Regions from separate parts of the Triticum aestivum genome. Here region 2 is linked to region 1. Evidence: chromatin contacts called from public Hi-C data. All regions are on one chromosome and are shown on one strand. The core of a region is the stretch at or near the end of the contact, and the rest is flanking DNA. Distances in the headings are between cores, read along the strand shown. Region 1 holds the start of LOC123057563 (GDSL esterase/lipase ACHE). Region 2 holds the start of LOC123059857 (eukaryotic translation initiation factor 3 subunit A).

Region 1 (4,830 bases), core at 1,339-3,838:
CCGCATCGTTACCGCAGAACGTCTACTACCGTGTCATCGCCGTCCGTGAGGGGGGCCACGCCCCGGAGACGCGTGCCGCCTTTTCGGACATGCCACCACACCACCCCGCATGTATGAGGGCCCGGTGCGACGCTCCGGTGGCATTGCTACCCCCCAGGGCCCCATCCCGCCTAACCCTGTAGCGTTTGACCACGGGATCTCGCCCTTTGACTTTGCACGAACGGGCTTTGACCAGCGGACCTTCCCCCCCGGTTGTGTTAGGTCAGCGCATAGGAACACTTTGGAGCAACAACCGGGCCAGACCCACAGCAAGATCCCTTCAGTGTAGACCCCACGCGTCCGTTTCCCCCTCCAGGTGCCGGCGGCGGCACCGTCCGTGAGGGGGGCACACCCCGGACACGCGTGCCGCCTCTTCGAACATGCCACAACACCACCCCACATGTATGAGGGGCTGGTGCGACGCTCCGGTGGCATTGCTATCCCCAGGGCCCCTGTCCCGCCTAACCCTGGAGCAGTTGACCACGAGATCTAGCCCTTTAACTTTGCACAGACCTGCTTTAAACAGTGGACCTTTCCACCCGGCTGTGTCAGGTCAGCCCAGAGGGACACTTGGGAGCAACATCCGGGGCCAAACCGACAACTACATCCCCTCCATGTAGACCCGATGCGTCCGTTTCCCCCCTCCAGGTGCCGGCGGCGGCGCCGTCCGTTAGGGGGACCACGCCCCGGAGATGCGTGTCGCCTCTTTGGACATGCCACAACACCACCCAGTTGTGGTAGGTCATCCCATAGAAACACTTCGAAGATGTGTCCCCTCCGTATAGACCCGATGCGGCTGTTTCCGCCCTCCAGATGCCGGCGGCGGCGCTGTTCGTCAGGGGGGCACACCCGGCGCTGCCCTCCAGATGTTTGGGCATAGCTGTTTTTGATTTTAATAAAATATATTGTTCTATATTCAAAAGAACATGACGTCACATTATTAATGTGCTCGAAAAAAATACAAACTATATATATATTCATAATCTATGAAAAAAATTACAAACTACACATATATTCATATGATACATAAAAAAGCATAAAAACATATGTAAAAAAGCATAAAAGCATATCTAAAAAAGCATAAAAACATATGTAAAAAAACACATGTAAAAAAAATAACTATGCCGACGCCATTGCCGTCGGCATAGATACGGCTGGGTTTAGGCGGGCGTCGTGCCACGGATCGATGACGTGTTGCCTATGCTGACGGCTGCCGTCGGCATATCTATGCCGCGGATCAGTGACGTGGCGTGCGGAGGTATGCCGACGGCCGCCTATCCCGACCGTCGGCATAGCTTTGACGCCGTTAGCCGCTGGTCACGGGCGGGGTCGCCGGGCCCACATGTACGCCGACGGCTGACTTATGCCGACGGCCGCTGTTGGCGTTTATTAATCTAGGTCGATGGCTGATCTGTGCCGACGGTTGCCATCGGCGTAGATAGGGGTAGCCCGACGGCCAGGATAAGCCGACGGCCAGGACTAGGCTGTCGGCATAGATCCAAGTAGGCCGACGGCAGCCGTCGATAGTTTTGGCCGTCGGCGTAGAGCCGTTTTCCGGTAGCGCCTTGCCCTTTGGCCCCGATTTGTTGAGCGAAGTTTCTCCTTGCCGTTGCATTCCTTGTCTTGGCAATGTAAGCAAGGGAGGCCGTCAGTTGAAGGGAGGAGAGATGAGAGGCAAGCAGCCGAAGCGAGGCGAAGTTTGCCGCGATGAAGTCTAGACTCCTGAATCGAAAGATCGAGCACTTTCTTCTGCAAATATATGAGTCTTTTCTGCATCATATTATGGGTATAAGAAATTATTTAGATCGCCTTTAACATTCATCATGTTTCTAAGTTTTAGGTTATGAATTTATTTTAGGGTTCAAACTTCACCAAAGTTTATGAAACTTGCATACGTTCATATTATATGCAAAGAAGCCTTCACAATTTATATTTATGAAAAAAATGATGCTTCTTTCTCTTCCTTCTTCTTTCTTGAATTCAATATTTTTCTTACATCACGCCTATTCTTTTTCTTTGTTCTGCGCAATCTCTCAGGCAGAAGTAATGACGGTTTTGGCCACATCATCGTGGAATTAAACGTCGAATACTGTACTAGAGAGCAATCACGGGTAAAGCACGCCTAGTTGCTTGTCCTAACCTGCCTGCCACGTACACACGGTGATAGTCCCGTCACTCTCTGGATATGACTCGGGTGGTGCATACTTGTCAGCAAGACGTACGCAGCTATCCTGGCTGAATCTTCTCTGCCCTTCGATCTCTTTAGGAAATAGGATCACGTCGGAGCAGCAGTCCAACACGGGTGCTGGACTCCGACGACCTGCCGGTGCCGGCGTGTATGAATTCTGACCACTCCCATCCCATTTCTTAAAAAGAAAAGGAAAAAACCGGACCAGCCCAACAGTAATGCATGTGACACTTAATATTCTGGTAGCAGGAAAATCGCTGCCGCGTCGGAGCAGAAGATCAACACGGATGCTGGACTCTGACCAGCCGGCCAGCGTGTAGTATAAATCATTTTCGCACCACCGGACGAGCGGCTGGAATTAAACGGCTTCAGCTCAACGTTGCACTACCATGGCGACCAAACTCATGCCCGCCGTGTTGCTGGTGATGCTAGAACTCTCCGCGGGGGCGGGGGCGCGCTCCGATGATTCGCCGTGTGCCTTCCCGGCGATCTTCAACCTCGGTGACTCCAACTCGGACACGGGAGCCTTCCCAGCCCTCTTCCCGGCGGTGCAGCCGCCCTACGGCCGGACCTTCTTCGGCATGCCGGCCGGGCGGCAAAGCGACGGACGCCTCACCATCGACTTCATGGGTACGTACGTCTATCCACAACATCTCAAGCGTAGCAGCTTTTTTCTGAGCAAACAACTCAAAACTATAGATTTTTCTATTGCAGCTGAAAGCCTGGGGCTACGTTACCTGAGTGCGTATCTGGATTCACTCGGGAGCAACTTCACGCAGGGAGCCAATTTCGCCAGTGCCGCCGGAACCATCAGACGGGTGAACGGGAGCTTGTGGACCTCCGGGTACAGCCCCATTTCCTTGGACGTCCAGATCTGGCAATTGCAGCAGTTCATCAACAGGAGCCAGTTCATCTACAACAACATAGGTGGAATCTACCGGGAGATCCTGCCGAACCCAGAGCACCTGGTCTCCAAGGCGCTTTACACCTTCGACATCGGCCAGAACGACCTCACCGTGGGCTACTTCGACAACATGACCACCGAGCAAGTCGCGGCCTACGTCCCCGATCTAATGGAGAGGATCTCGTCCGCGATCCAGGCCGTGTACGACCTTGGTGGGAGATACTTCTGGGTGCACAACACGGCGCCGCTCGGGTGCCTGCCGTACGCCTTGGTCTTCCGCCCGGACCTCGCCGCGGAGAAGGACGCCGCCGGCTGCTCGGTCGCGCTCAACGCCGGCGCCCGGTTCTTCAACGCGCGGCTCAAGGAGACCGTGGCGAGGCTCAGGGCGACGCTCCCCGGCGCCGCCTTCACCTACGTTGACATCTATGCCGCCAAGTACAGGCTGATAAGCCAGGCCAAGAAGCTCGGTTTCGGGGACCCCCTGCGCGTGTGCTGCGGGTACGGTGGCGGCGAGTACAACTTCGACAGGGACATCCGGTGCGGCGATAAGGTGCAGGCGAACGGCACGTCGGCGCTGGCGGGGAAGTCGTGCAAGGACCCGTCCAGGAGCGTGAGCTGGGACGGCGTGCACTTCACCGAGGCGGCCAACAAGTTCGTCTTCGATCAGATCGTGGATGGCGCGCTCTCCGACCCTCCCGTGCCTCTGCGGCGGGCCTGCCAGGGCAAACGGCAATGAGCATGACGTTCGTTAATTAGGCTGCGGATGTAGCTAGGATTTTTTTCTATGCACCCGTACTGTTGTTACAATAAAATCTGCAGTGAGTATCCGTACTCCAAATAAAATCTGCAGTGTATAAGTCATGTAAAAAAAATCTACGAATAAGGTGGAGCTTTCTTAAACCAGCGGGAACTTTTTTTTTAGGACATAAACCAGCGGGAACTTTTTCTTTAGGACATAAACCAGCGGGAACCTTTTTTTTAGGACATAAACCAGCGGGAACTTGCCACACGTGCCCATCTCGTAAAATCCTGCATTCAGGCCGAAATGGCCCACCATTAGACATCACACACAAAATGGCTTTGACCTCATGTTGGGCCAGGAAGATCTTTATTGCCAGATTTGAAATATTGAACCTTCTGAGATCCCGTCTTGTTAATTCTCTTTGAAGGCTCTACCGTTACCATATTACTACCTTCGTCCTGATTTATTGGCTCCCTTTGTAATTTGTACAAAATTTTGATCAAATATTTAACTAACAAAATTTTAATGCATGTTAACAAAAATTATACCGTTGAATTCGTATTTAAACATAGTTTTCAATAATACAAATTTTTGTGACATGCATGAACATTTTGTTAGTTAATTGATTGTCAAATTTTGACACAAAATACAATGGAAACTAATAAACCAGGACGGAGGTAGTATTTGGTAATTCGGGCAAATTAAAAGCTGAAGAATACCAAGATTGACGATGATCCAAGGAAAACCTCTTTGAATAATCACGATAAAAATTCACAAAAAACTGAGAAGAACCGCATCTGCAAAAGGTTTACCATGTTTCTTCGATTTGGAGACCGTGGTCCATTTAGCCTCCTGTTCCAGCAATATAGTTCAAATTCCTTTTGAAAATTTGAGCTACCATATAACCAAAGATATAAATGAAGATTGAATGTGGTATTTGCAATATATCCACCATTG
Region 2 (4,830 bases), core at 1,552-4,051, 220 kb before region 1:
ACAGGAAATCAAACGACTTGGATTTTGCATCCCCGATACGAGCCAGGTGCGAGCTAGTTAACCAAACATGCCCTACAAGCTCCACTTTGAAGGTGTGTGTTGTTGGTTAAGAGTAACAAACATCTACATAGCCATAATGCATTTGTCGATTTTAGCAAGGTTCTAGTATTTTTTCGTTCTTTTTGTGTTTTTTCTACCGGTCTTGATACATTTTTTGTTCTTATTTTTATTTCTCTTTTCCTGTTTCTTATTTTTCCGTGTTTTTCTTTTCATATTTTAAATCGTGAACATTTGGAAAATATATTTTTAAAATTCTTAATTATTTTTCCAAAATCATCAATATTTTAAAAAGTTATGTATATTTTAAAGTTCGCAAACATTTAACATGTGTGCCATTAAATAGTTTTAAAGTCATGGATATCTTTTCAATTTTATGTTTTTTTAATTAGCAACAATCTTAAAATCTAAGAACATCTCTTGATTTGATGAACATTTTGAATAAAATGATAGATGATTTTTTTCCGAGTTACAAGGGGAATGAGGGGTGCAAAAAGCTAAGCGAGCGAGCGGAATAGGGAACCACGCTATGCAAGAGTATAATGGCCTGCATGTGAGTGTTATAGCAGCAAACCACCATCGACTGACACCAGGACCGAAACGTGTAAGGACACGATAATCATGCATAGACAAATCTACTGTATTATCAGAACAAATACCATCTCCAACAACAACCCAACTCGATATACAAATGAAAAAAACACCACCAAAACATTTAAAGCGCAAGCCAACACATATAAAATCAGAACCAAGCAACCAACCAAACATGTTTTTGATCAAGTTGTTTAAACTTCATAGTATGATTTCTCAAATAAATAATTTTTGCAGGAAGATAATACTTTCCAATAAAGGTGTTTTTACATTTTTGACTAATGCTATTTGTAGGCAAATACAATAATCATTTATTAGCTCTATCTCTTATGGAGAAAGGAAATAATTTCAGTTTTGTAATATCATCATTGTCTATATCTTTATATTTTCATATCACAAAGTTCAACAAAATTATTAAGACGAGCAGCAACATCTTCATTATAATTTTCAGAAAACTGTTGTTTCATAACAAGATTTAACATAGCAGGTTTAATTCATATGACTTTGGACTAGTGGCGGGAGTAGCAATAGGAGTAATAATAAAATCATTATTATTGGTATTAGTAAAATCATAAAACTTTGTATTCTCGGTAGTAGACATGTTTTGCAGCAAGAACATGATCAGCAATTAAAGACGTTTTTGGTATTTTTTCTAAGCAAGCAAAGATACAAGCAAAGCAAAAAGATAAAAGTAACCAGGCAAGATAGATACAATAATAAAGTGTGATAATGTGAAAGACCTCTCTGTTTGTATAAGACTCTCCGTTAATGGAGCCAAAAATCTTGCTTGCTCTTCTTGTAAGAGTGTTTGGGTACCGTTAAGTGTAAGGATGAAGCAACCTAATGGTGAGTATTTTCCTCGGACGTCATGATTCGAGATGTTTGTCGAACTTTGACCGCTACGGCTACCTAGATGCCGTATTTCACCATGTCTCCTCGTCCTTTCGACACCGCGACCAAGCTGGCTAACACGTACACTGCACGTGCTCGCTGATCGCACTCTTCCCTAATCCGTCAATCGTCTGGTCAATTATCCTGGGTTCCTTGTGCTCACGTGGTTTCGGGGAGGGGTGTCCGGTTCTAATGATTTAGGTTATTTGCCGAGGGAGGAGGCAGTCGGGTTTTCTATCTACCCAACTATAATATGAAAATAAAATTTCAGTTCACCTGCTCAAGCTCAACGACTTTTATATCACCCAAAGAATGACATGTACAACGATCATCATTGTCTGTTGTTAGCGAATAGAAGCCAAATAATACGCAATACAAACATAATCACTTCCTGACAATTCACATAAAAACATCCTTCAAATAATTCGTCTATGTTCTTAGTTACATTCTTTTTTTGCCTCTTTGCGGATCATTCATAAAATATGTTGTTCATAAGTTTCTTGTATTCTTGGCTTCAATTGGTCTTTGCGCCAAAGGCGTAACGGGTCATATATCTTTTTTGGAGCCAACAATGGTTCTGAAGCATAAAAAACATAGTAATTGTGTTTTTTAGTGGAAAATCATTATTATGTTATAGACTTCATTAGGACGCACATGGGTTGCAATGGGTTTCCGGTTGAAATTGGTGTTTAAAGAAAAAGGAAAATTTGTGTTGTTGGGTAGGATAAGCATCCATTTCTGGTCCCATGGACCCATTCGAACAAACGCCGAATCATGGACGCAATCAATCTTTGCGCCAAAGGCCGAATCATCCACTTCAGTTAGTCTTTGCGCCAAAGGCGCAACATGTCATCTTATTTTTTTGAGCCAGCAATCATTCTGAACCAAACCCGAGACTAGCAGGCAAAAACAACATACTTGTGTTTTTTTAGGGGAAATCGTCATTATGATTTAAATTTCATAAGGCCGCACATTTTTTTTACGTGGGTTACAATGGGCTTCCGGGCTGAAATTCGTGCTGTTGGTCCTATAGACCCATTCGAACAAAGGCCGGATCATGGACTCAGAAAAAAACCGAACTTGGGCCCTGACTTTTGGTCAAACCTCCCCTGCTTCCAGCCAAATTACCCCGTCCCGCTGGCGACAGCACAGCCTCTGGAACGGGACAGGGAGAGCCACCACCTGATCCCAGCCGCCCGTCCCACCATCGGACGGCCGCGAAACGGGCGCCGAGAGCCGTGGCATGAACAAAATTCCTCAAACACCCCCCCGCATCTTCTTCCTCTCTCCACCTCATCACCCCGGCTCGCACCCCACGCAACCCTAATAAACCCTACCTCCTCCCCGCCGCCGCCACATCCACTCCCTCCTCCGCCTCCAGATCCTCTCCCGCGCCCCCGTCTCCGCCGCCCTCCGCCCCCGGTCTCCGGCGATCTACAGGTACCCCCGCTCTCCACCCCCGACGGCCGTCGCCGCCCCCTGCCTCCATACCTCATCAGATATAGTGTCTCCTCCGTCATTTTCGGCGATTTTTTTCCCGGGATTTCCCAATCGGACCGGCCGTTCGTCGGAGTCCGGCGTTGGATGCATGTTTCGCCGTTGATTTGCCGTGAATCCGTGAGCTAATCCGGCTTCCTCTGTTGTTTGTGGCTGGGATGCAGGAGTAGATCGCCCCCGGAGACCCCGCGCCCCGACCATGGCGACCTTCGCGAAGCCTGAGAACGCGCTCAAGAGAGCGGAGGGTGAGTCACCGGGACCTTGTCTCAGTTCGGCCGCTCAATTTTATCTGCTGTGGTTTCCGATTTCTGTTGCCGTGGTGTCTCTGTGATGCCCACAGGAACTTAGGGCGACGACGGGCTGTACTGTCTGGTCCATTTGTTAGTTCAATCAATCTCACATGGTCACGAAATGTATAACGAATCCATGAGCGGTACATTTGAAACAATTGAGTTAATTTGGATTCACCGAGTCCATATTGCATAGGCTAGATTGTGTCACAAGTACTGGATTTATATGTGCAATTTGGTTGGGTCTTCTGGCTTATTTCATAGGCTGGTTGGGCGTTTGTGCTTATGCCTACGTTCCTGACCTGCTTCTGAGAATTTCAGTGTATGATAAGTTGCTCTCTTTGTTGTGTACATTTTTATTCCCTTTTCCACTAAGACCACTTAGCTATGCAAAAGCCCAATATCTGTTGACTTGTGCTGCGTTTGACATTGTGGTTGATTATGATAATCCAGTTCCTCCAACCAGCTTTTGCCTACTTTAGTATTTGGTTAACCAACTTATCACTAGTTTCAAGGATATGTTTCCACAACTGATTATAAAATAAAGCACAACGTAACACAGTTCAGCAACCGCGAACTTGTGCCTTAAGCTTCATTTTATCTGAACTGATTAGGATGTTTCAAGGGAATTACACACTTCTCGCGCTAAAATGTAGTCACAGTGCTTCTCTTGATATGCAGATCTTGGGCAATTTTTTCATATTTTACTAAATGATTTTCACACTGTTTACCACCTTTGGTTTACTGCAGAGTTGATACATGTTGGACAAAAGCAGGCAGCGCTGCAGGCGCTGCATGATCTCATTACATCAAAGAGATACAGATCATGGCAAAAGCCTCTTGAGAAGATCATGATGAAGTATGTCGAGCTGTGTGTAGATCTAAGGAAGGGCAGATTTGCCAAAGATGGCCTTATTCAGTACAGAATTGTCTGCCAGCAAGTCAACGTGTCATCTCTGGAGGAGGTCATAAAACACTTTATGCAGCTGTCCAATGAGAAAGCTGAGGAAGCCAGGAATCAGGCACAAGCACTGGAAGATGCTCTGGATGTCGAAGATCTTGAAGCTGACAAGCGCCCGGAGGACTTGATGCTCAGTTATGTGAGCGGTGAAAAAGGCAAGGACAGATCAGACAGAGAGTTTGTCACTCCATGGTTCAAGTTTCTGTGGGAGACATACAGGACAGTGCTCGAGATACTGAGAAATAATTCAAAGCTTGAAGCGCTATATGCTGTAAGCTATTTTACTGCCTTGCCATTACCCTAGTGGTCACTTAATACGTACTTATATTTTTTTGGTTCTGTCCTTTTACATGGACATCTTATGAAATGAACTATTTGATTCCTTCTGCACATACTTGACCAATTCACTCTATCGGTACCCTTTTCTTTCCTTTGATGAAAAGAAACCTGTAGTATGGACTTTGTTCCATGAACATACTATTCTTTTACTTGATAACTTGTCTGGTTCTTTTGCACTCTCCTTAATTTGTAAGAAGTAATAAC

Evidence for each region. Hi-C and Micro-C count contacts between places; a contact is called where the count stands out from the background.
Region 2: a Hi-C map of leaf shows a contact between it and region 1, with 2.6 times the contacts expected there. The contact joins the promoter of LOC123059857 here to the promoter of LOC123057563 in region 1. A contact is called at or near these places in 2 of 5 Hi-C or Micro-C datasets (both in leaf) and 1 of 1 datasets of contacts at active chromatin or transcription factors (leaf).

Annotation. Positions count from the first base shown.
Region 1 is chr3A:13,588,093-13,592,922 of IWGSC CS RefSeq v2.1, reverse strand. It overlaps LOC123057563 (GDSL esterase/lipase ACHE), which reads left to right and starts at 2,588. Exons shown (of 2, transcript XM_044480508.1): 1 at 2,588-2,857; 2 at 2,942-4,031. The coding sequence starts at 2,617. The coding sequence ends at 3,867.
Region 2 is chr3A:13,805,126-13,809,955 of IWGSC CS RefSeq v2.1, reverse strand. It overlaps LOC123059857 (eukaryotic translation initiation factor 3 subunit A), which reads left to right and starts at 2,801. Exons shown (of 14, transcript XM_044482384.1): 1 at 2,801-2,979; 2 at 3,201-3,281; 3 at 4,077-4,558. The coding sequence starts at 3,236.